7 separate regions of the Mus musculus genome follow, and all the other regions are linked to region 2. The links are chromatin contacts, called in public Hi-C, HiChIP or PLAC-seq and promoter capture Hi-C maps. All regions are on one chromosome and are shown on one strand. Each heading gives the region's core, a stretch centred on a gene start, on an enhancer-like site or on the middle of the called end of the contact. The rest is flanking DNA. Distances are from core to core; before and after follow the strand shown. Region 1 has its middle 120 kb from the start of Msc. Region 2 holds the start of Eya1 (EYA transcriptional coactivator and phosphatase 1). Region 3 overlaps Gm31195 (a long non-coding RNA gene). Region 4 has its middle 90 kb from the start of Gm31195. Region 5 has its middle 6.0 kb from the start of Gm31195. Region 6 has its middle 31 kb from the start of Gm39596. Region 7 has its middle 62 kb from the start of Gm39596.

Region 1 (3,070 bases), core at 50-2,549, 330 kb before region 2:
AAAAATGGGCCTCCTATTCCAACCTGGTTTTGAACTTGCTTTGTAATGGAGGAGGTTTTAGATTCCTGAGGATCTTGCCTCCACTTCCTGACTGTTGGAAGTGACCCAGAAGAAAGGTGATGAGCTTAGATAATAGCAAAGAGGATCTCTATCTTCTTCAAGTCACATGGGACAGGTCACAGGCCACTCCAGGTGATATGTCTACTTTGGCATCCTCCAGTCAGACCCATCTGGTGGTTCCTAGTTCCTATCTATGAGTTTGTTGTTTTGACTCCATAGGTTGACAACAGAGCTACTGGCACCGCCACTATCACAAACAGCTCTGTGCTTTACTCTCTTCAGGCACTGAGATTTGTAGATCTCAGACAGTAGGAAGATAAAGGGCTGAGAAGTGACACAGGGGGCGTGCTGTGGAAGAACAATGGAAAGACTGTGGGTGCCTGAAGATCATCTTCTATACTTTTCCCTTTCAGAAACCATGCAATAGCAGCTGAGCAAAGAGGAGTTGGCTTGAGGACAGCAGTTCACTTGCTCCTTCATATATGTCCCTGGCCAAGTACAGACTAGATGTACTGGGAGAAGTTAGCACAAGGAAAGTAAGACAAAGGTAAATAAAGTAGTTGATGTAACATGTATTTGTTTGTCTGTCTATCATCTGTCTGTCTATCATCTATCCACCCATCTGTCATCTATCTAATTATATTTTGAGTATCTGTATCTATTGTTTTGACTCCCAAGCATGTCACTAATCCCCAGTCCAATATTTCTAACTATGTAGCATTGTTAAAGAATCTAATCTACATAAAATTAATCTGCAGTTGGTATGTAAGGTAGAAGAAAGTGCTTGGTCGTGCCTGTATACTTAACTCCTGGGTAAGAAGCTGCCTGGCCTTTGAGATAATGATGTCATGCTGGGTGAGGGAGCATCCTGCCTTTGTGATACAGAAACAGACTCTGGGGAGAGCAACTGGACAGCACAGACAGGTACAGAGAAAGATTTAGAATGAGCTTAGGAAGGACCAGGAATTCCCTAGGCTGGTCCTCTCTACTGCCTGGCTAAAATCTGGTCTGGATTTTAAATATCGTTTTTTTGCTTATTCACAGAAAGGGTCAGCTACAGTGTCTACATATTGAAGGTGACTGTATCCTCTATGTTCAGCTCCTTCAACCTGGGATGAAAGTTAAGAAAAGACTCTTTAACCACAAATTGAATTTATGAAAGTGGCTCTCGCCACTCTCACAACCTTGTCCCCTTCTCTGACTGTCTGAGCTTCACAGGCCCTGTAGAAACTTGCCACTAAACTAATCACTGGGTGGCACCCAAGAGCCAGAAAAAAAGGACAGCTCAAATTGCAGGCCCTCAAGAATTCACATATTTTAACAATTTCCTCCATCCCCAGTGAAATTATGCTAATATTTTAGTTGAGTTTCCTCAAGTCTGGAACTCAAATTAAGTCTGTCTGTTTCATTTTTATGATAGTGCTTGAAATCACTTGCAGACAAGGGGTTGTTGGGCTATGAGATTTATAGCAGCATTGCCACGAAGGTCAAACGCATCCTGAGGAAGAGGAAAGCAATCTGTAGAACCAGTGTTTTCACTGCAATAAACTTTATAGCAGCATTAAGGGAGTAGTTACAAATCAGCCGGACGGTGTTGATTTCATTGAGAATAAGTGTATTTACACTTGTAAGCCTCCTCTTCATAATATTCTCAATGTTTTACACAATGGGGTTAGTGAAGGTTGGATCTGGGCATATTTCACCACTGACAAAATTTGTTTTTCTTTTTCCCACCCATCCTTGTTGCCTTTCAGAAAATGGGTTTACACTGCCTCTATAGGGGCTGGTCAAGTCAAGACTGAGAAATGTTCTGACATTTGCAAAGAAGTCAAAGATAATATAGAAATGAAAATTAAATGTATTTACTCTATTTATGTGGTTAAAGATGAGAGAAATCTAAAGGAATAAAAGTGCTCAGAATACTTTTTTAAAGTACCCTTTAGATTAGTAATTTCTTCTTGTTGTAGCTAGTTTTGCAGTATTTAAATTTTCAATGAATTTTTTTGCTTATATTATTTAAATTGCTGGTTTGGTTTCCTCATTTAAAAGGGCAAGGCAGGGGCAAGCAATGTGGCTCCTTGATGGAGCAGGTGACATACTCAAGTTCCCAGGTTCAATCCCCAGTTCAGGAAGCAGGTAATTAGACAGAAAATAAATACATTTTAAGAAGCGGCAAGGTATTCCTCATCCTTTATTAGACCTAATATAAAATGTTTATGCTAAACATTGTCTTCATTAGTATCATGCACTGTTACTCTTATAACTAATCCAAGGAAAGTGTATAGCTATGTGATTTGATTTACAGGGACAGTTGTTTTGCCTGTTGTTTATTTCCTTATGTATCCTGCCTCTTGTCCACTAGGTTTTAAACACCAGGAAGTCAGGGACCTTGTCTCATTCCCAATTACATACCCAGGGTACGCGATGACTGATGCTGGGTCCTGTAAGTTATTTTCTGAACACATTAGTGAATCTTTCTACCATTTGTAGAATTCTTTTACTTACAGGGAATTGTTTCTCACCTTATGTTCTGTCAATACCAAGTAAATGTTTTCTGCTTCTATGAAATAGGTTCTAGAACCTTCCCTTTCAATCTATTTTTGTTCTCTAACAACTGCTTTGTCTCCAACAGATATGGAGAAGATGTCAGTGTCCATGCCCCAACAAATGAGAGGGTATACCCTGCTTACGAGCCAGCAGAATGGTCTGACAGGAAAGCTTAAGACCCTGCCTGGAAGTCTTCTTTCTGAACCAGAGCACAGGAGCCTTTTTGTCAACCAGGAAGTTGCAGGGCTTTGTTGTGGGTATATTGTCTTTCTCCATGATTGCCTTGTGTGTATATGTTCTTGTTTAAGTAGCCTTCAACCTCTATCTCTACAGAGTTTAACGCAGCCATTTTAAGGTCATATGTTTTGCCACTTTGAAAAAACAAACAGACTTAGAATAACATACCAAATTGCTCGTTAAATTTAACCAATTATGTGCTAGACTGATTATTTGTGTATTTTTA
Region 2 (3,282 bases), core at 311-2,810:
GACATTTGAGCAATACATGTCCAAAATAATTTTAACCTATAGGAAGCATGAATGCAATAGCTGAAGGTAAAGTTTAAGCCAGAGGTCAAATGTTATGTCTTGGGTAATTTAGTAACAAATCTAAGTGCAAAAGAAGTTACTGTCTGGGTGCTTGGTATTGTAAATAGAACTAATGTAGCATTAGATTTTACCTGACTGCAACAGAAAACTCCATAATAGACTTTGTTTTTTCTGCACATGCACTTTGGTATGTTGAATAACTGATCCTTCTGGTCTGAGAGAGTGCTGTAGGAGGTAACGTAACTATGTCAGCTGCATATATGATCCAATAGCAATCAACTGTTTTTTTGACCTGGCTTCCCAAATATGGTAGATACCTAGCTCATGGTTCCTTGCTGGTGCTGAACAAGATGAAATCCTAGGTGAGTTTGAAGTCCCAGCTGCCTCTTAGGTTTGACAAAGTGCTCCTTTGCAAGGAATTTAGACTGGCATCCTTTCTAGGAGGGGAAGGGAGAACTCCTGTTTGGAATTTTGGTCCTTAGAACCATTTAGTTGGGTTTTGTTTGCATCATCTGAAGGTGCTTTCGTTTCCTAATTGGCAGAGTTAAGGTAGGACCCATCTATCTCCTCTATTAGTTGATGTGAAGTTACTGTGATGTAAAAACATGTTCATACCAAGGTGAGAAATTAAAATAAGGAGACTTTTTTTTTAATAAAAAGAGCACATAGAATAGAAATATTGGTGATGATAAAAATACCTTCTTAAAATGCATATCCAGACTTAATTTCAGAGTGAGTGTTAGTTTGCATTTGCATTTAAACTGTGATATAGGACCGACAAAATATTAACCCATATAAGGAGACGCCTTCTTTCAAGATTACAAATTATCATAATGGCTAAACCCTTGACTTGGATAAAACATAGTTTGTTAACTGAAGCTCAGCTCCTAGGTGTCACCGAACGAACGCCTAACTCATAGATTCTGAATTAAGGTTGTGAGTTTTTAAAAGGATAAGTTGCAAAGCAAGTTCCAGACTAAACGAATCTCTTCTCAAGACCCATTTAAAAATGTTAATGGTGAAATATTATCTGGGTCCTAGCCAAAGAACTGAAGCCTTTGGCCTCCTAGCAACCCTTGCAGAATCCTCCGCCAGGCTTTCATTGTTAAGCTGCTAATAGCTAACACGTTTGCCCATTCTCCCTCTACTTCATAGAAACAGCTTTTTTTTTTTAAATCTTCTCCAGACCTGTAAGTAGGTAGGTACTTTAGGAAAAAGTGTTAAAAGTATCCGTTCTCCTAAGTTTCAGGTCCTCAAAAAAAATTTTAAAAAAAGTATTGAAAAAGTGTAAAAGATAACATGCAACTACTCCCCAAAGATCTTAATTGGGAGCTACTGGCGCGGGAGGATGTGTGTGTGTTGACAGAGGTTCCCACAAGTTCTTCCCCCACAGCTGTTTATTCAGATATCATGGGGCGCGTCATTTACATAATAAATTTTTTTTTAAAGCAGCGAGGTTGAGTCAGACCAAGCTCTGCTCCTCTCAATTGTTGCATTTAAACCAATAAGGTTAGGACAAGAGACTAGCTGTGGTTTGCGTTGCAAAAACAAAACAAAACAAAAAGCCCCGAGGCTTCGTGGGCAGACCTACAAGGCTGCGCAAACAAATCGGGGGATGAGATTTTGCTGTTTCTTTGTCTAGGCGTCTCAGATGCTATCTGCCGCTGCCGTTCGCTGGGGCGCAAAGCCGTTCCCAAACAGACCGCGGCGAGCTGATGGCTCCGAGCTTGCGGCGAGGTAGCGAGTGTGCAGGGCCACTTCCGACTGGAAGCCTTCCTGTGGCGGTGCGCGGTGGCGGGGTCCTTCCTGGGGAAGGCGATCGCGCTCAGTCGCTCCACAGCCCGAGCCTGCAGCAGCGCCCGGGCGCAGTCCCCGGGAGCCGGGCAATCCCCGGCCTCTGCGCTCCGCTGCCAGCCGCGTCACAGCGCCTCTGAGAGCTCCCGGGTCCCCGTGTTCCTGCACAGCAGCCAAACTATGTCAGGAATGGAGGTCTGCTAACACAGAAAACTCCAAGGAGCACACTAAACCGGTGGAGGCAGCAGATGTGAGCGCTGTAAGTACAAGCTGGTGTTTGAAAAACTGTAATGACCAAGTACTACTTACTGTCTGGTGGGCAAAGCCCGAGATAACTGGAGAGCCTTTATTAGGGTTTTGGTTTGTTTTCAAAGAAAAAAAGCACTGTGGCTTGGGGAAAACAATAACACTGTTTCTGGGACTTTAGAAGCCGCTGGGTTCCGTCGTAAAATTGTAATCTTTACCCTCCAAATGATCGGAGCCATTAGGATCATTAAAGGATCATTGCAAATTAACTACTTTTGTTCTGATTTTTATAGATAAGTAGAACACTAGGTAATATTCTCAGACGGGGGAATTATTTCATATCTTTTCTTAATTGCTGCACTAGCCCCAGAATATTGAGTGGTATTGAACAGGGTTATATCCATACATAGATGTATAGGTACGAAAGGTATACTTAGTGGTATTTATTACACAGATCACTTTTTCTACGGCTAGGTTGATAAATGAGGAAAGGTTTACAACGGAAAACTCAGCAGATGAACAACGAGCTGATAACTATGTTTTCAAGAAGGACACCTTTTTGTTCCAAAGCAAATTTATCAAAGACTTTACTAAGCAGGCTCATCTTCAGTATTCGATACAATAAGCCTTTGGTCCCTTAAAGTATTTGTCCCTCTCTGGCCCTTTTTGTGATTTGAATGCACTTGGAAGCTAAACTCCAGATTTTGAAACTTTTGAATATTCGTGTAAAGCACGGCCCTTCAAAATCAGTATTTGAATTGCTAACAACTCATAGGCTTACACTCTTGGGAGGAATTTTGAAGACATTTAAGCATAACGTTTGCAATAATTCAATACATTATGAACTGTCATTGAGTTTAGACAAGTGTTTTTAAGTTTCATTTCTTAAGATGGCCAGGGGTATAGAAACTTGTTAGCTGGGAATCATGGTGTGTAGCTGTATAGGTTTGAAGTTGTCTTTCTAATGTCTTTCAGAGAAGGTTTTATTTTATGCTTGTGAGAGTCTTTCCCCCGCTCTGTTTAGAGTTTGGGGACATGCACACAGGAATAGTCATGCCTTCATATGATCAAACATTTAATATTTGACTTTCTCGATGCTTGAGTTCTCCTAAGGCCCAAAGTGTTTAGTAAGTAAGCAAGCAGCTGTGGATTTTCAGCCTTTGAAAACTCTTTGTGGTGACA
Region 3 (3,174 bases), core at 660-3,159, 450 kb after region 2:
GAGTGGGTGGGTTGGTGAGCAAGGGGATGGGGGAGGATACTGGGAGAGGGATTTTGGAGGGAGACCAGGAAGGTGGATAACATTTGAAATGTAAATAAAGAAGATAATAAAATTTTAAAAACCGGAGGCTCTTCTTTGGAAAGCTGTTCCCAAATACCCCTGCCTAGTTTCCAATCCCCCAGGAGGCGCTCAGAAGCCCGCGAAGCCCTCCTGTCTGTTTTCCAATTCTTAACAATTTTAGAGCTGATCGTCTCTCTTTCCTACTACATTTGTAAGATGTAAAGAGCAAGAGCTGGAGATCAGCTCACTTACTGTTATATCTTAAACATTAGCCAGTGTATTACAGGTGGTTTATAAGTAGGTAACAGAAGGAACAAATGAACAGAAGAATGCAGGAAGTCAGGACTCGACCCACCTGCCTGTGCCCATCTCAAAGCATGTTTACTCGGCCATTCTGCTGAAATAAAAAGGACCAGGATAGAAGCAGCAAGCCAGAGCGCCGTGAGATCGCAGGACCTTGCTCACATCATATAAGCATCATCTGAAAATGAGGATGATTTATACCCCTGTCAGAATTTGATATGCTGATCCAGAGAAATACCTAGCCTGGCCTTTAGGAAGCACTCGAATAACAGTAAGCAAAATTTACATCTTGATCTGATATATCCAAAACAGGTGGTAGAACCCGAGTTGAGAGTCTCCGTTTCTCTTTCTTCTCCAATCTGTGTTCATGTGTGTGCTCGTGTGTGTGCTCGTGTGTGTGTGTGTGTGTGTGTGTGTGTGTGTGTGTGGTGTGTGTGTGTGTGTGTGTGTGTGTGTGTGTGTGTGTGTGTGTGTATGTGTGTGTGTGTGTGTGTGTGTGTGTGTCTGTCTGTCTGTCTGTCTGCCTACCTGGCACCCTCCCTAACCACTCGACATTGATTGTGTCCTTGTTGTTGCCAGCATCCCACTTTCTCAAGGTCTGCAAACATGCACACAGGCGCGCGCACACACACACACACACACACACACACACACACACTGTAGCATGGTAATCCTGATGAATTCCAGATCCTTGCACTGTTAGTGATTTAACAGAAGCCTACAGAAGCATACTAAGTCTTCACTTAATTTTAAGGTACTTTTAAAGGTGTTTTAAACTTTTATCTACACATAGCTATGAATTTCTCAACCTATCCAGCTTTTAAGACAAACTAATAGGAATGACAAAGAATGTATCGTTTTGAAAACTGAACTTTGCTAGGTAGTAATGTAGAAATTTGGTGCCTGGGGTTTCTGAATGCATGAAAAATCCATTAGAAAGAGAGCTCAGAAGAGCCTTCAGCTGTAAGGTAAAAGCATATAAAAGTATTTGAATTTTTTTGCTTATTTGTTTCGTTTTTCAAATGGATAAACACACAGGGAGGCGATTCTTTTTAACCTTAACCCAAAGGAGATAATGTGCCAGCTTGTCCCTGTTTGGGGAGCCTTCTAACAACAAACTTGATCATTTCAGGGACAAATTGTGAAGATTCAGTACAAGTTTCTTGATTGCAATAGCAACTGGTCACAAGCAGCCTCCACTTAAAGCCAGGGACCTTTGTAGTTGCTGTGCCAGGAGGCCATAAACATATGTATCTTTGGAAAACGCTCATGTGTTTTCAACTTCCTGAAGAATTCTTGTAAAATATAACCGAACCACATGACCCTTTGTCCTGGACTTTTATTCCACTAATGGACAAATTGGGAGGAGGCTGAGAACAAATGTGCTTTTAATTACCCAGATGCCTTTTTAATAGAACCTTGGATTAGTCTTTAGCCACTAAACATTGTCCAGAAATTTCTTAATAATGTTGGTGTGCAAAGCATTCCTTCCAGGAGAATAAAGATCTCATTGCCTGGCAGGCCAGAGTTCTGTCAGGCTATTCAGGAGACGACAGACAAAGAGCGGGTATTGTATAGACCGGAAGAATGACAGGCTGCATCTGAGCTGCCGGTTCTTCCAGTAGTGGCAGATTTTCTAAGTCAGTGCAGATCCTCACAAAACTGGGTGGTCAGCTTTGGAGAAAGGTAACAGTGGGGCTATTGATTCTGGGTGGGAGCAACCTAATTCTGAACTAACTTGAATTGATTCAGTACAACAGAATGCCTTGGTATCGGATTAAAATTAGGATTAATATGTCAAATGTTAGGTCAGGATGTTAAACCCCAGTGCTGAACAATCTACATGAAGAAAGTCAAAATTGATGCAGGCAGCTTTTAACTAGAAGATAATTTGTTGAGTGGTTCTAGAAAAATGAACTTAAACTTCACTGGTGATATAGGTAACGTGTCTGTGGGTGCATGTATGTTTGTGTATGTGTATGAGAGTGTAATGACTGTATGCATGAATAACTGTGTATCTTTGTGTCTGTGTGTATATATGTTTGCATGCATGCATGCATGCATGAGACAGACAGAGAGACAGATTTTCGTCTGGCATAGCTGGGAGACAGTCTGGCTCACTATTTGTCCTTACTTTTATAAAATTGCCTTGCCAGAGGCCAAATCTGTTGCTCAAGTTTTCCAAGGAGTCAGCAATTAACTCTCCCCAGACTCCTCAGATGCACTCTCAGTCGCTCATGCAGGATGCACACTACCATTTCCAATATGTTCTTCTGACTCCAAAACAATGGATTCATGTTTAGGGAAACAGAACACAAAAACAAGCTTAACATTAAGAAACATCCACACGGCTATGTCTTAGAGAAGAACACAGGACATCAGGTCAAATGTCCTGACACAAAGAGGAAAGAGAACACAGGAGTGAGGGGGGAAGGTAATTTGAAAACAAGAAAAAGAAAATGACATTTTATTGGAATGTGTCTTTTCCTTCATGTTTTGAGGTCACTTTGATATTTTCCTCTTTTTATATAGCTTGTCTTAAAAGAACGAAGAGATAAAGGGTCAACATGCCCCTTTTATAGCCAGCACAGTCAAGGGAACTTTTTTTTACTTAAAGCAATGAGGTTTTTAGTACCCAGTTCCTGGCAGTTAATAAAATATACTTCTCACTCTTCCTGTTGGATTTTTCTCTATCAGCCGTGTCTGGTCTCTGTAGAATAGAACATTTAATCTATTTAGGAGTGCTGCAGCCTGTAAGCTTCCAGGTGCTTTGGCGTAGGCAGAATGTATTTGCAGGTCTTTAGATCCCTA
Region 4 (3,093 bases), core at 398-2,897, 370 kb after region 2:
TTCTATATATCTTGTATTCTGGGGACTGGGAGGGTGCCATTGAACATGTGTGAAGGTCAGAGGATAACCCAGGGGACATCTGGTTTAGTGACACGCACCTTAGCCCTTAGCCAAACTCGACACATGGAATTTCAGGTCAAAACCTATTTTACTTCAGCCCATGATGCCTTTCTATGTGGAAGAAGGAGTGAAAGCTATTGAAGAGTGTTTTAATGTAAAAGATCAATTACTTAGAACATGGAACACATGTAAGCCTTTGTCTGAAAGGTACCTGACACATCCTCTACATGGAATCTAGTTCAGCTAACATGACTTAACAGCTAGCACTAGTACTTCATCCCTATGTTTAGAATTTACTGCTCAGTGTGCGAGGAGGGCCAGACACAGAAGTATCCATATGACAAGAAGAAGGTATGTCTTCCTCCTCCGAAACACCTCACTGTGTAGCTCTGTTTGGCCTGGAACTCACAGAAATCCACCTGCCTCTGCCTCCCAAGTGCTGGAATTAAAGGTACGTGCCAACACACTGTTTTGTTTTGTTGTTTTGTTGTAGTATGGCTTGGCTTTGGTTTCAGTTTTGATTTTGGTTTGGAGGAGTTTGTGTTTGGTTTTGTTTATTTGTCTTTGTTTTTGATTTTTGTTGTTTTGAGACAGGGTTTCTTTACACAGCTCTGGCTGTCCTGGAGCTCACTCTGTAGACAAAGCTGGCCCAAAATTCAGAGATTCGCCTGCCTCTGCTTCCTGAGTGCTAGATTTAAAAGCATGTGCCACCACTGCTCCAGCTCACTCCATTCTTTTTTTGATTTAGCCAACTGTGTTAATAAGAGGTAACTATTGCTTCATACAAGAAGAAGGCAAAGATGTAATAATTGGTCATTATCATCAGTATTATATAATATTTATTAAATCATAAAAATTCCAATTTCATCCAAAGAGAATCAAGAGTCACCTGTCAGTTGATAGAAAACAATGTTATAGTACATACTAATATATTTAGAAATTAAATTCTTTAAAATAGCATTTGGGAATCATTAAAGATGTGGTGTCCCCATCTTCTTTACTTCTAATGGCAGGAGGGATGCCTCTCCCTCTGTGTCTCTATACGGCTCCTGGCCTAGATGTTCAAGGAGACTGACAGTTCCATCACTAGAGTCTCACCTGCAAGAACATGAAGCACAGGCTTACTGTCAGGCTTTATCCACCCCATGCTTCAGACTGAAATGTTTTACATTTTGTATTTCTCACATTTTGTGAAATTTTTGCGAGTGGAATACTGGAGCTCAAGGCCACCGTCTACACTTCGAAGCAGCTTCTCTTAGGTGCTTCTTCCTTTGACTGTGAGTACAAGACATTTCTTGCCATACACAGCTCTTACAGTGGATGTAGGAATCATACATTGAGAAAAAAAAAAAAAGGTACGAGAAAATGCACTGGGGACCAGAAGGACTGAATGGTGCTAGGAGACTCTATCCACACTCTAAAAGCAAAGTCCCTCTTCTCTTTGCAAAGATCGAGGAGCCTTAAGAAGATTCTTCTGCTGGGTATTTGTCAGTGTTTCAAGAATGCAACAGTCCTGGGGATGCCATGCACACAGTCTGCCTGCCAACACTTTCAAGTCTAAAGAAAGGGTACAAATGGAGTCCTGGCGGGATTCCAGGCCTGAGTCCTATAGAAGTAAAAATGGGTTCTATTCATGATGATTTATGCATATCCAAGAGATCCCATTCATTTCCTTATAAGAGGGGTTAATCGTAGGCTATTAAAGATACAGAGCAACCTGGTAGCCTCCCTCACTCTGCAATGAGGCTGAAGAGAGTTCCACAAAGTCCCATTTGGCAATGTTGATTTAACACCTCATAAAAAGCCCAGGTCTTTAGAGGAGCACGCTGCCTCTCAGACTGGGGACAGAGTGAGAAGAATTTAAAATAGGTCAATTAGCCAACATTGTTTTAACTCTAAAAGCTTGTCCAGAGCACAATATAACAGACTTTTAGATGTTCAAAGAGAGCTAAGAGGTCCTTGCCAGCACATCCAGACAACTGGGTTCCATCAAAACTGCGTTTTGCCTCTACATGTCTTTTAATCTTTTACAAAATTGATATTCAATTGTTGTTGTTTTTTTAAATAAAGCTTGACGATATAACTACCTTTGTTCTATTAGTAACATTATATTTTCAAAATAGTTCTCTATGAGTAAGTAAGACAATGCTAAAATACCATTTAGATTCCAGAAAGAGCCTGAGACACAGTATTAGATTTTTTTTTATATTAAATCTTCTACATTGCAATACACTTCCTAAAAAATCAAAGAAAAAACCTGAGAGTTTCATTATATTAATAACAAAGACCCTTCCTGACTGTAGTTGACAAACTGAATATTTGCCTCAAATCTATTCCCTTCAAAGTGCTTTCAAGGATCCATCTGAATAAAATAGCTGAAATATTTGTTCCTTTTAATCTTTTATCCAACACTTCATGATTACAAGGAATAGTAAATATACCAAAGTAACAGAATACTATGAATTAGTAGCAAGGCCTTTTTTTTTTTTTTTTTAATTTAAGGAACACTTTTATATTTCCCAGTTCTTAGAACCAAAGACCAAGTCTCTCATCACAGCTCCTGGAACGGTAAGTGCCCATCTCTCCTGCCACAGGAAAGCTGTCTGAGATTCTGGAGACCAACGGGAAGAGAACAGACTGGAGGGAAGGATTACACAAGACGCCTTGTCTGTGTGGCCAGGGGAATATGGGCTAATGGAAACCATCAGGGCCATGCTTGCCCAGAAATAGGCTGGCTCTTCAAAGCTCTCATAAATCCTTCAAATTCTTCTCTGTCCCCCTTCCCTTGTCCCACATCTCCAGAGCATGTCCTTCACCTGGAAACTGAAAGAGCTCTTCTCTACTCCATGAATACTTAGCTACATAGTGTTAGCTACATTAATAGTCGCATTTCTTAGATGTCTTCTTCTTATTTGTACTATGTGAGTTAATAAATTATAGCTACATATATGCACAGGGTATGGAGTGCTGTCTTCAATTAAATATACAGTATGAAATGATTAAATCAAGTCAGCTAACATATCCATTTATAAA
Region 5 (3,134 bases), core at 627-3,126, 470 kb after region 2:
ACAAAGGGCCCAAAGGGCGGGCCCTCCACATCTGTATATAGGGCCAAGAAGGCAGTGAGCAGGATTCAGTCTGAGGACTAAGCTGCAGCTGTAAGCTCAAGTGGGCATGAAGCTCAGCTCTGTCTTATGGAGGCAGACATGGAACAGCATATGGGCACCAGGCCATTCCTCCTCTAGAGTAGAAAGAAGTGCATGGAATTTACTTGGCTAATGAAGCAGGCTTCAGGGAGCCATGTGACCTTCTGCTCCTCAGCTATGTGAAGCACAAGATTCATCTCTGGAAGCGAACATAAAAGGCACCATTCTGGAAATCAAGGAGTGCCCACCAAACTCCAAGTCTGCCAATCAATGCCTTCTTCCTGGATTTCCCAGCATCCCAGACTGTGAGAAACAAGCTTATATTACATCAGACAGCACAGTCTTGGGTGAGAGAGAGAGAAATATACCAATATCCACAGATTTACAAGTCCCTCAGATAATGTATAGTATTCATATACAACCTCCTCAGGTCTCTCAGACAGTTTAAACCATATCTAAATTATTTACATTTATTATTATTATGTTATATGTATTACTATAAAGACTGACGTATGTGGATCACATGTGGACAGACAGTCTAGACTAAATGCAATGTGAACACTATAAAATCATTGCTACATTGTGTTGTTTAGACCCTAGACTTTAGGGAATAATAATAAGGAAAAAATGTTGTCTTAGGGTTTGTATTCCTGCGCAAAACATGACTAACAAGCAAGTCGGGGAGGAAAGGGTTTATTCAGCTTATACTTCCACATTGCTGTTCATCACGAAAGAAAGTCAGACCTGTTACTCACACAGGGCAGGAACTTGGAGGCAGGAGCTGATGCAGAGGCCATGGAGGGATGCTGCTTATTAAATTGCTTTCCCAGGCTTGCTCGGCCTGCTTTTTTTATAGAACCCAGGACTACCAGCCCAGGGATGGCATCACCCACAATGGGCCCTCCCTCCTTGATCACTAATTGAGAAAATGCCTCACAGCTGGATCTCATGGAGACATTTCCTCAAGAGAGGCTCCTTTCTCTGTGACAACTCCAGCTTATATCAAGTTAAAACACAAAACCAGCCAGTACAGCTGTGTCTCTGTGTTCAGCACACAGGTAAGTTTGTTCCAAATACTTTAATACATAGTTGCTTGAAGCTGCAGATGGTACCCACTGTTTGTGAGTGTATAAAGTTCTGAAAATTGGCATAGCACTCTAACCCTACACTTAATAACAATAACAGTTCTTGCAGGTCCATATCTACCACTGTATTGAAGAACCCTGAGTTTCAGATAGTCACAGACTAATAATGGTTAAGTGTTTATTCCCTGTGTGCTACTCTGGGCCTACCTCAAAGCCACTTATTAAAATGTATGTATTTAGGAATCTATGTGTTGAAGAAAATAACTATCTTTGGCTGGCTTAATAGGTGCCTCAGGAAAGAATTATTCATATGTTAAATCTGTTTGGAAAAGCTGGGTAGTAATTAGAAAGAGGGTTTAATATGGAATTTCATAGAGCTTTTAATATGTGGATATAATAAATCCACAGGAAGATTGGTCTCTTATGCATGTGTAATATTTGTGTGGTGATCATTACCATCTTAGAGACATGCGCACTCAGCAGAATATAACTGGAGGAATACTGTTTAGAAGCCTCAATCCTATAATAACAGTTTGTGAGGCATCATACATTGCTCTGTCCATCAGTCTCTGAAGCTGGTGTCTCTGAACGTTTCTCTGACCATTTCATTAGATTCCTGTGGTGAGTTTCCACATGCCGTTAAGTCAGAGCCATGCGCTTCTTCCCCTTTCACAGACGCTCCAGCTCTGTGCCACATGCCGACAGCGAGTGTTTCACGATTCCCCTGACAGCTTCCTCTGCTTCTCTGACCACTGCTTTCTCCGTTTCCTTCTCAGTGTTACACTTGTCTCGCCCTTTGCTCCACTCATCCCTTCCTGTAACTCTTAGTATACATTACCCGTACTTTCTGTGTTCCCTACTGGGGGTTTCTGGTTCTTCAGGATTGAGTCTAAGGTTTTTGTGAACAGCCTACTTCTAGTAGCTTCAGGGCTTTTATCAAGAAGAAATGTTGAGAGGAGAGATGGCTCAGTGTTTAAGAGCACTGGCTGCTCTTCCAGAGGACCCAGGTTCAACTCCCAACACCCATATAATGGCTCTCAAATATCTGTAACTCCAGTTCCAGGGAATATAACGCCCTCTTCTGGTTTCCTCAGGCACTGCGTGCATCTGACATACATGCAGGCAAAACACTCATACACATAAACTAAAGGGTAAGAAAGAAAGAAAGAAAGAAAGAAAGAAAGAAAGAAAGGAAAAGAAAAGATGTTGAATTTTTCAAAGGCATTTCTGTGTCTATTGAGAAAATCATATGCCTTCTGTCTTTAAGCCTATTTCTATCATATTACTTATCGATTTTCATATGTTGAGCAAAACTTGCCTCTCTGGGATGAAACCAACTTGATTGTGGAATATGAGCTTAACATGTTTCAGAATGTGGCTTAAAATTTTTATTGAGAACTTTTTGGTCCATGTTTATCAGAGAAATGCTCTATCTTCTTTTTTGCTCTCTTGTTTCCTTCTCTAGTTTTGGTATTAGGATAATTTTGCCTAATAGAACAAATTTGATTCTATTTTATTTCTTATTTTATTTCTTCCCTTTCCATTTTGCAAACCAGCTTAAGGAATATTGGTGTTAGCTCCTCCTTAAAGGTTTAGTAGGACTCAGCGGTAAATCCATGTGGCCCTGAATTTTTTTTCTTTGTTGGGAGATGTTTATATTACTGTTTCAATACTATTAATTGCTATGGATCTGCTAAAGTTGCTTATATCTTCTTGATATATCTAAGCTAGGTCATATGTTCCTAGAAATTTTTCAATTTCTTCTAGATTTTACTGTTTCTAAGAATGCATATGTTCAAAGTTTGATTCCCTAATTCCCCTGGAACTCATTAAAAATTTTTGCTACATATACCCCGCCCCCAATTTTATTTATTTGAGTCTTTACTTCTTTTGGTGAGTGTAGAGATGGGTTTGCCTATCTTAGCTATTATTTAAGAGGAGCTGCTTTCTGTTGGCTTGTTTCTGTGCAGT
Region 6 (3,287 bases), core at 350-2,849, 300 kb after region 2:
ACATGCTGTGAAACCTAGAGGTTGATGTGGCATGTCTCCCACAATCACTTTACACTTTTATTGAAAATAGTTATTTTTCATGTAATATATTCTGAGACAGTTTTCTATCACCCAGCTCCTCCCAGATCCTCCCCCATATCCCCTCCCATTCAAATTCAGACCCCTTATTTCTCTAGAAAACAAACAGGCCAAGCATTTAAAGAATAGTTTTAGAAGATAAAATAAAAATAAAACAAAAACAAGCAGGTCAAAATAGAATTAATATTTTAAGACCAGGAGTCTCCCCATGTTGCCCAGCCTGGGGAACAGTGGCTATTAGCAGGCATCATCCAACCACTGCTCAGCCTGAGAATTGTGATCTGCTCCATTTCTGACTATCAGTTCATCCTTCCTTAGGGAAGTGGTTGTTCCCCTCTTTCCTGGAGATTGCCATCCATATTCATGACAAACTTAGTGTGTCAATCTGACCTGCATGGTGCACTATACGCCTAGAACTTCTGCATGGAGAGCAGTAACACACCATAAGCACATAGCAAGCAAGCACATAGACACCAGGTCAGACAGAGGTTGACTCAGAAAACTAGTGTGACATGGATTCTGGGATGACAGCCTGGGTTGGAATTTTATTACTACACTTAACTATGAGTGGACGTTTTTTAGGGGGAAACTCTCACTGTCCTGTGGTCTCAGGAGACCGGTCACGCATGACCTTAGAGAATAGCTTGCAAAAAGCTGAGAGGCAAAACCAACCTAATGGGAGTGGGATATGCAGCATCTGTATTCCAAATATACTTTGCTTTGACCAATTTTGATTAAACATCCTGTTTTCTAAGATGATTTCATGCAGCTAAAATAGAAAGACAGCAGTTGACCATGTCAATGATGATCTGTGTTCTGTGTATCTACATATCATCTACATATGTCTGTCTGTCTGTCTGTGTAGCTATATATAAATATATATATATATATATAACAAGACTATTATCTTACAGTTTGCCTGGTAAGAATGACACTGGGGTACGTTTGGTGTCTTCTCTGGAAAAGAACATGGCCATCCTGCTTCGGCAGTCTTACAAGGCCCTGCCTGTAGCAAAGGGACCTTCTGGGAATGAGAGATAGGCCACCGAAGTGACATGCTGTGACCAGTCTGCTCTCACATGACCTCAGGAAACCCTTCAAGGAGAATCACTGCAAACCCTGAGCTAGAGGGTAGGATCAGATGAACCATCTGCTTGCTTTGTAGATTGACATCAAAGGGGGATAGGCGGGACAGAGAGGCTCTCCCCTGTGCCTCTTTGCACCCTGATAGACTTCTGTGGGAATTAGGAAGAAAATGTCCCTTACACAATGTACTTCCCCCACCCCCAATTTCTGTACCAAAAGATTTTTTTTTCACATGACATTTTTGTATTTGTTATAGAAATTTCCATTAGGATCCATTCTAGTAACCACAAGTAAGACTTGCATTTTGGGTTTGGAGTCACTCATGTGGGCAAACCCCAGCGTTTGTACAAGCAAAAGTGAGGGTAGTAAGGAATTCGGTCTCATTCCACTAATGGTGGAAAAACCCAGCTCATGAGATCAACATCCGCATAGTGGCGTCAGCCTGCCATTGTAGCCTCAGGCAGACAGCCAAGAGCAGGTGTCTTTCCTTCAAAAGCCTGTTAGTGCATTCCATGGACAGAATTGGACCATTTACAAATTATTCCAGGGAACGGAATTATTTCTCAAATTACCCACATATGAGAGATGGCTCCAAACTGGGCCGTGGCCCCATGGGCTGACTGCCACCACAACACTTCGCTACTAAGTCCGAAAATGAGAATGTGCTATTAGCGGGAGAAGAATTCTCTAACTGCAAAACGATTTTTCTCTCAAAAGAGAAATAATACCCATATTTAAAAGAAATCATTCAACTGTCCCTGGGCCCTGATTAATCTTTCTATAACCATATAATGATTTACCTTTTTATCAACTATGACCTAAGGAATATTTTCACATCTGTGGACAATCTGTGGAACACTGTGGTCTCTAAGATTTAATTTTAGAGATTCATTTTAAGAGTTCTTTTGCTCCATGGGGGTCACTGATTCGAATCTACAGTTGCTCTCAGGGTTCCCGTACACGAGGCATCCTTCAAATGGGACCTCAGCAAGTAGCCAGGTCTGCCCTGTTCTCCAGCCAGGAAATGGCCATTCCAAACTTTCACTCTGAGTCTTTTCAAACATATACTTTCAAATAAATATTTTCCTCGTCAAGAAAGAATGTCAGTGTTTGCCAAGGAAGGCGTCTTTGTTTTCTGCATGTGACATTTTTGAAGAAGCAGAGGATCCAAGCTTACCACAAGTGTATCTTTTGAAAGCTGGACACACTATAATTATGCATGACTTATGGAGTGCATTAGGCAACAGTGTGCGTAAGCAAACAAAGGGGCCCTTGGCTCTGTGACTCAGGATCTCATGGGCAAGACCACAAGTTCCAAATAGGTAGTAAGCACTTTGAAGATAGTAAAAAAGCAGAGTGCTGTTTTCAAGTTAGTTGAGCAACTCTTAGACTTGTAAGAAAATGAAATTTATATCATATATACGCTTGCCTCTCAGAAGGACTTTTCTGAATGAGCGCCTGTACCATGGCTCCGAGGTATATCACTGCAAAGTCTGCCTGTTTTCATGGAGGTTCTGACCTTCTGGGTCCTTTTCCTGCCTCTGCCTCTTATAAAATAGGAGTTATTGCTTTATGACCAGCAGTAGTATGTGTTTCGAGGTCCTCAGCTAAAATCATACTCCCAAGTACCAGTATTTGCACATGTTGGCATTCAAAGTCATTGCAGCCAAGCCAGGTTGAAAATAACCAAAGGTAGGAAGTATGGATATCTTGAATTAATAATTGTATTATTGATTATGTTTGTTGAAGTTAAGAGTAAATCAACTTTAGCTCTCAGCCAATTACACATAAAAACCAACTCTTAGAAAACCTGGTGGTTTCAGAGAATGCCAGAGAAAAATTAGCAGCCTGCCTTTCAGGTAAATAGCATGAAATATTTCAGACAGTGGAGGCTCAGAGCAATTTAAAAGGTGTGCTCTTCCACAAAGCCCCTCTCAAGTGTTTCAACTTCCTTGTCTCTTCAGGGAAGCTAAAACAGTCAGAGAACTCAGAGGCACTTGAAAGAGAAAATGCCTAAACAGAGCGATGGCTCAGGTTCATAGTCACGGTGGCTGCCATTCTTAGAGCTTTCCTTCTGGATCAATGTTCTTTCTCTATTGCATTATGTCAAATCTTTCTTCTAC
Region 7 (3,103 bases), core at 233-2,732, 330 kb after region 2:
TTGACTTAGCAGAATCCAGCATGCAGACATCCACTGTTGAAAAAGCCAGTCTCTGAAATGAACTCAAACCAATAATAAATCCCTTTTTTCTCTCTGACTCTCTATCTCTTGTCTTTCTGACTCTCAGTCTGTTTCTTTTTTATTTATTTATTTACATCTTAAAATGTAAATAAATAGCCCCAGTACCTCCTCACAGACTTCTTTCCCCATCCCCCATCCCCCATCCCCCATCCCCTAACCCTTACATTTCTGAGAGGGTACCCCCACACACACACAGGCATCCTCCCACCCTGGAGCATCAAGGCTCTACAGGATTGGGCCCATCCTCTTCCACTGAGGCAGACAAGGCAGCCCTCTGCTACATATGTGCCAGGGACCTCAAACCAGCCTGTGTAAGCTCTTTGGTTGGTGGATCAGTCTCTGGGAGCTCCCATGGGTCCAGGTTAGTTGACACTGTTGGTTTTCCTACAGGGTTGCCATCTCTTTCAGCTCCTTCAATTCTCCGCCTAACCTTTATCCAATGCTTGGCTGTGAGGATCTGCATCTGTCTCAATCAGCTTAGAAAACTCTAACACAAGCTTTCTCATTGGTTTGGGATGGTTCCACTGGGGTCTATAGCTCAGCCTCTAAGAAAAAGAAGCCTGCCATCCTAGTTTTATTCCTGTTGCTGTGATAAAATAGCCTGACAAAAAGCAACTCGAGGGAGAAAAGGTTTATCTTTCTTACAATTCAAAGTCCCAGCCCATTATCATGGGGGAAGTCAAGAGAAGAACTTGATGTAGTTCGTCACATCCACATTCAAGAGCAAGGAGAAAATGAATGAACACATGCCTAGTTGTGTTCAGCTGCTTCGGTACACTTACATAGGCCAGGACCCAACTCAGGAAACGCTGTCACTCACAAAGGGCATTTTTCCACCTCTACTAACACAATTAAAGCAACTCACTGCAACTGTCCCCACAGACTGCTGTGCTACAGACAATCCATCATTGAGACTCTTCTCAGGTGATTCTATTTTGTGTCAAGCTGACAATTAAAACTAGCCATAACAGGTCCTACTAGTATTTGGACTGAAACATTTCACAAAGTTTTGGACAGAAACAGTTTGGCCCTCAATCTAGCAATGTTCAAAAGTTTTCAGGAAGAGGTTGGTTCATGATGGCTCTGACCTTTTATATGGGTTCATAATTTGATGGACTGTGGTTGGGATAGCTCAGATGCTTATATAGCAAGCATGAGACCCTGGTGTAGATCATCAGAACAAGAACATGGCTGAACTGTTGATTAGTGAACGGTGTATGCTATAGCTGGAGGAGACTAGGAGGAAGAAGCGGGTCCAGAGATGAGCCCATGACGAGATAACCTTGTCCCCTGTGAGCCATCTGACTCTCCCTGACAAGAAATTCTACCTTACTACAGGCCCATAGCAATGAAGGCAGCCAACCAGGAACAGAAACCATGAGCCACAATAAGTATTTCCTCTTTTAAGCTGTTTTTCTCAAGTACTCTGTCAGAGTAATGGGGAATAACTGAAACAGGTTTACAGAAAACAACAATGGACAATGCGCACACAGAGAGCAGCTCTGCCAGGCCTTCGTTCCCCTCCCTTTCTGTTCCTCAGAATGATTCGCTCCTTCTCAGGAGGCTTCCTGGACTTCTTTCAAACACTCTCCCCCCACCAACCTCACCCCACACATGTGTATCACACGCTTTTCAGATATGCTCAAATTTCAGAGTCTATAGCATGAGTTCCCATGGAGAGACAGAAATGTAAAACTCACACTTTCTTCATAAATTACTTTAACATAGTTTTTAGAAATAGAAGAGCATTTGCTTCTTAAAAATTCTATTTGTTCCTCTTTCTCCCCTCTAGTGTATAACTCATTTTTATTTCTGTTATCCTTACCCAAACTAAGAAGTTTGATTGCTATTCTATATCCTATAAATAAATTCAATCTACAAATTTTCAGCCTACAGAATTTTTTAAATTGGTCCCCTACAAGCACAGCTTTCTTTCATCAGTTGATAAAATGTACAGGGTACACTAATTTGCAAGAATAATACAATTGTGGAGAAAAGTTACTGAAATCCATGCCAACTTATTTCAACTATTAATGTCAAGAATAATTTGTGTCATGAAGCTTTTATTCATAGGAAGACATAGGAGGCAATGATGTCAGACCCTTGCAGTAGTGGGAGTGCATGCTAATACATTCTAGAACATCTTATTAAACCGTTTCCTTCAAATTTAGCCTTTTAAAGCATAAACAGTTATACTATATTGAGCTACAACCACGAATCAAGATAAAACACCTTAAAGAGAGTAAGAGAGCTCCTTTAACAACTTTAGTGGTTTCTAGGAGTGACTCACACCTTGCTTTCTCAGAAACTTTGTATTTCAAGGCACTCCAGTGACTTTTCCAGTTGTCACTCCCAGTTGTCTCTCCCAGCACCTATGACAGCTTCTCAGAATTGTTCTCATCACAGGGGTTATTTTGTGCTTCTTCTCCCAAGCAAAGAGCTGCCACCAACTGAATGGTCTCAACAAACTCAGAACAATCTGGCCAAGGTCAGTTTAGAAATCACTTTAGAGAGAAGGAATTCTTTTGAGTAGATTTAATATGCTTTGTATCAGCCTCAGCACATATAGGACAGATTAGAGACCTATGCGCATGGAACATGCATGACAAATTTCAAATAAATAATCCCTGTCGGCATAAGCACACTACCATAGCTCCAACAATCTTTTCCACTCATTCCCAATGAGTTGTTCCATGAATTCATGAATTCTGATGAATCTTTTCAACTTGAATTTTGCAGTTTTTCTTCTTACACATGCTAATATTCATGGAACCTGATAAAGTTTTGTTTAACCTCAAGTCATTTTAAAGTAATTATATCTTCTTAGTCTTCAAGAGTCCATTTTGCTGTCAAAAGATAACAGCAAATGTCAAAATCAAACATGTCATGTATAAACATCAGTACATATTAAAGGAAAATGAGAAATCCGAGGGACTTTCGACACCTCATCATGAGATACTTCCCTTTGAGACACCAGGACAGAGAAGCAAGAGAAGATCATTACACAAGAAGTCAGCAAAGG

Evidence for each region. Promoter capture Hi-C pulls out the DNA fragments that hold promoters and counts their contacts. HiChIP or PLAC-seq counts read pairs in DNA pulled down with a chosen protein or histone mark. A called contact is a pair of places that touch in the nucleus more often than the background predicts.
Region 1: a contact with region 2 is called in a Hi-C map of nephron progenitors, with 4 times the contacts expected there. The contact joins the enhancer-like site here to the promoter of Eya1 in region 2. A contact is called at or near these places in 13 of 39 promoter capture datasets (the 3T3-L1 cell line, 3T3-L1-derived adipocytes, the C10 cell line and 7 more), 1 of 15 datasets of contacts at CTCF or cohesin (pro-B cells), 21 of 484 Hi-C or Micro-C datasets (the 3T3-L1 cell line, 3T3-L1-derived adipocytes, the C2C12 cell line and 14 more), 4 of 115 datasets of contacts at active chromatin or transcription factors (craniofacial prominence, embryonic stem cells, oligodendrocyte precursor cells and 1 more) and 2 of 9 other capture datasets (adipose tissue and embryonic stem cells).
Region 3: a promoter capture Hi-C map of neural stem cells shows a contact between it and region 2. The contact joins the enhancer-like site here to the promoter of Eya1 in region 2. A contact is called at or near these places in 10 of 39 promoter capture datasets (3T3-L1-derived adipocytes, the C10 cell line, the HPC-7 cell line and 6 more), 3 of 484 Hi-C or Micro-C datasets (cortical neurons, pre-B cells and uterus), 3 of 115 datasets of contacts at active chromatin or transcription factors (bone marrow-derived macrophages, craniofacial prominence and embryonic hindbrain) and 3 of 9 other capture datasets (embryonic stem cells, macrophages and pancreatic islet).
Region 4: an H3K4me3 HiChIP or PLAC-seq map of neural progenitor cells shows a contact between it and region 2, with 12 read pairs. The contact joins the enhancer-like site here to the promoter of Eya1 in region 2. A contact is called at or near these places in 6 of 39 promoter capture datasets (3T3-L1-derived adipocytes, the C10 cell line, the HPC-7 cell line and 3 more), 1 of 15 datasets of contacts at CTCF or cohesin (pro-B cells) and 4 of 115 datasets of contacts at active chromatin or transcription factors (astrocytes, embryonic limb bud, neural progenitor cells and 1 more).
Region 5: an H3K27ac HiChIP or PLAC-seq map of acute myeloid leukemia shows a contact between it and region 2, with 5 times the contacts expected there. The contact joins the enhancer-like site here to the promoter of Eya1 in region 2. A contact is called at or near these places in 15 of 39 promoter capture datasets (the 3T3-L1 cell line, 3T3-L1-derived adipocytes, the C10 cell line and 10 more), 1 of 484 Hi-C or Micro-C datasets (embryonic stem cells), 5 of 115 datasets of contacts at active chromatin or transcription factors (the NIH/3T3 cell line, acute myeloid leukemia, craniofacial prominence and 2 more) and 4 of 9 other capture datasets (adipose tissue, embryonic stem cells, liver and 1 more).
Region 6: a Hi-C map of muscle stem cells shows a contact between it and region 2, with 2.8 times the contacts expected there. The contact joins the enhancer-like site here to the promoter of Eya1 in region 2. A contact is called at or near these places in 5 of 39 promoter capture datasets (the C10 cell line, hippocampal neurons, neural stem cells and 1 more), 6 of 484 Hi-C or Micro-C datasets (the MC3T3-E1 cell line, muscle stem cells, myocytes and 2 more), 1 of 115 datasets of contacts at active chromatin or transcription factors (astrocytes) and 1 of 9 other capture datasets (adipose tissue).
Region 7: a contact with region 2 is called in a RAD21 HiChIP or PLAC-seq map of pro-B cells, with 2.5 times the contacts expected there. The contact joins the enhancer-like site here to the promoter of Eya1 in region 2. A contact is called at or near these places in 7 of 39 promoter capture datasets (3T3-L1-derived adipocytes, the C10 cell line, cranial neural crest and 3 more), 1 of 15 datasets of contacts at CTCF or cohesin (pro-B cells), 1 of 115 datasets of contacts at active chromatin or transcription factors (large pre-B cells) and 3 of 9 other capture datasets (embryonic stem cells, liver and pancreatic islet).

Annotation. Positions count from the first base shown.
Region 1 is chr1:14,634,305-14,637,374 of GRCm38.p6, reverse strand. No RefSeq gene overlaps it. Among named protein-coding and RNA genes, the nearest start is that of Msc, 120 kb to the left of the region's middle. Within about 2 kb of position 1,299, at least 8 of the 459 cell types and tissues checked have an H3K27ac peak or open chromatin away from gene starts, as enhancers often do. A contact at or near this core is called in embryonic limb bud and nephron progenitors, where this site is marked.
Region 2 is chr1:14,308,477-14,311,758 of GRCm38.p6, reverse strand. It overlaps Eya1 (EYA transcriptional coactivator and phosphatase 1), which reads left to right and starts at 1,560. Exons shown (of 18, transcript NM_001310459.1): 1 at 1,560-2,113.
Region 3 is chr1:13,859,991-13,863,164 of GRCm38.p6, reverse strand. The region is part of intron 1 of Gm31195 (a long non-coding RNA gene); the gene reads right to left. Among named protein-coding and RNA genes, the nearest start is that of Gm31195, 15 kb to the right of the region's middle. Within about 2 kb of position 1,909, at least 19 of the 459 cell types and tissues checked have an H3K27ac peak or open chromatin away from gene starts, as enhancers often do. A contact at or near this core is called in neural stem cells, where this site is marked.
Region 4 is chr1:13,934,850-13,937,942 of GRCm38.p6, reverse strand. No RefSeq gene overlaps it. Among named protein-coding and RNA genes, the nearest start is that of Gm31195, 90 kb to the right of the region's middle. Within about 2 kb of position 1,647, at least 23 of the 459 cell types and tissues checked have an H3K27ac peak or open chromatin away from gene starts, as enhancers often do. A contact at or near this core is called in embryonic limb bud, neural progenitor cells and stem cell-derived neural progenitor cells, where this site is marked.
Region 5 is chr1:13,838,928-13,842,061 of GRCm38.p6, reverse strand. No RefSeq gene overlaps it. Among named protein-coding and RNA genes, the nearest start is that of Gm31195, 6.0 kb to the left of the region's middle. Within about 2 kb of position 1,876, at least 24 of the 459 cell types and tissues checked have an H3K27ac peak or open chromatin away from gene starts, as enhancers often do. A contact at or near this core is called in acute myeloid leukemia, where this site is marked.
Region 6 is chr1:14,010,058-14,013,344 of GRCm38.p6, reverse strand. No RefSeq gene overlaps it. Among named protein-coding and RNA genes, the nearest start is that of Gm39596, 31 kb to the left of the region's middle. Within about 2 kb of position 1,599, at least 24 of the 459 cell types and tissues checked have an H3K27ac peak or open chromatin away from gene starts, as enhancers often do. A contact at or near this core is called in muscle stem cells, myocytes and neural stem cells, where this site is marked.
Region 7 is chr1:13,978,825-13,981,927 of GRCm38.p6, reverse strand. No RefSeq gene overlaps it. Among named protein-coding and RNA genes, the nearest start is that of Gm39596, 62 kb to the left of the region's middle. Within about 2 kb of position 1,482, at least 35 of the 459 cell types and tissues checked have an H3K27ac peak or open chromatin away from gene starts, as enhancers often do. A contact at or near this core is called in pro-B cells, where this site is marked.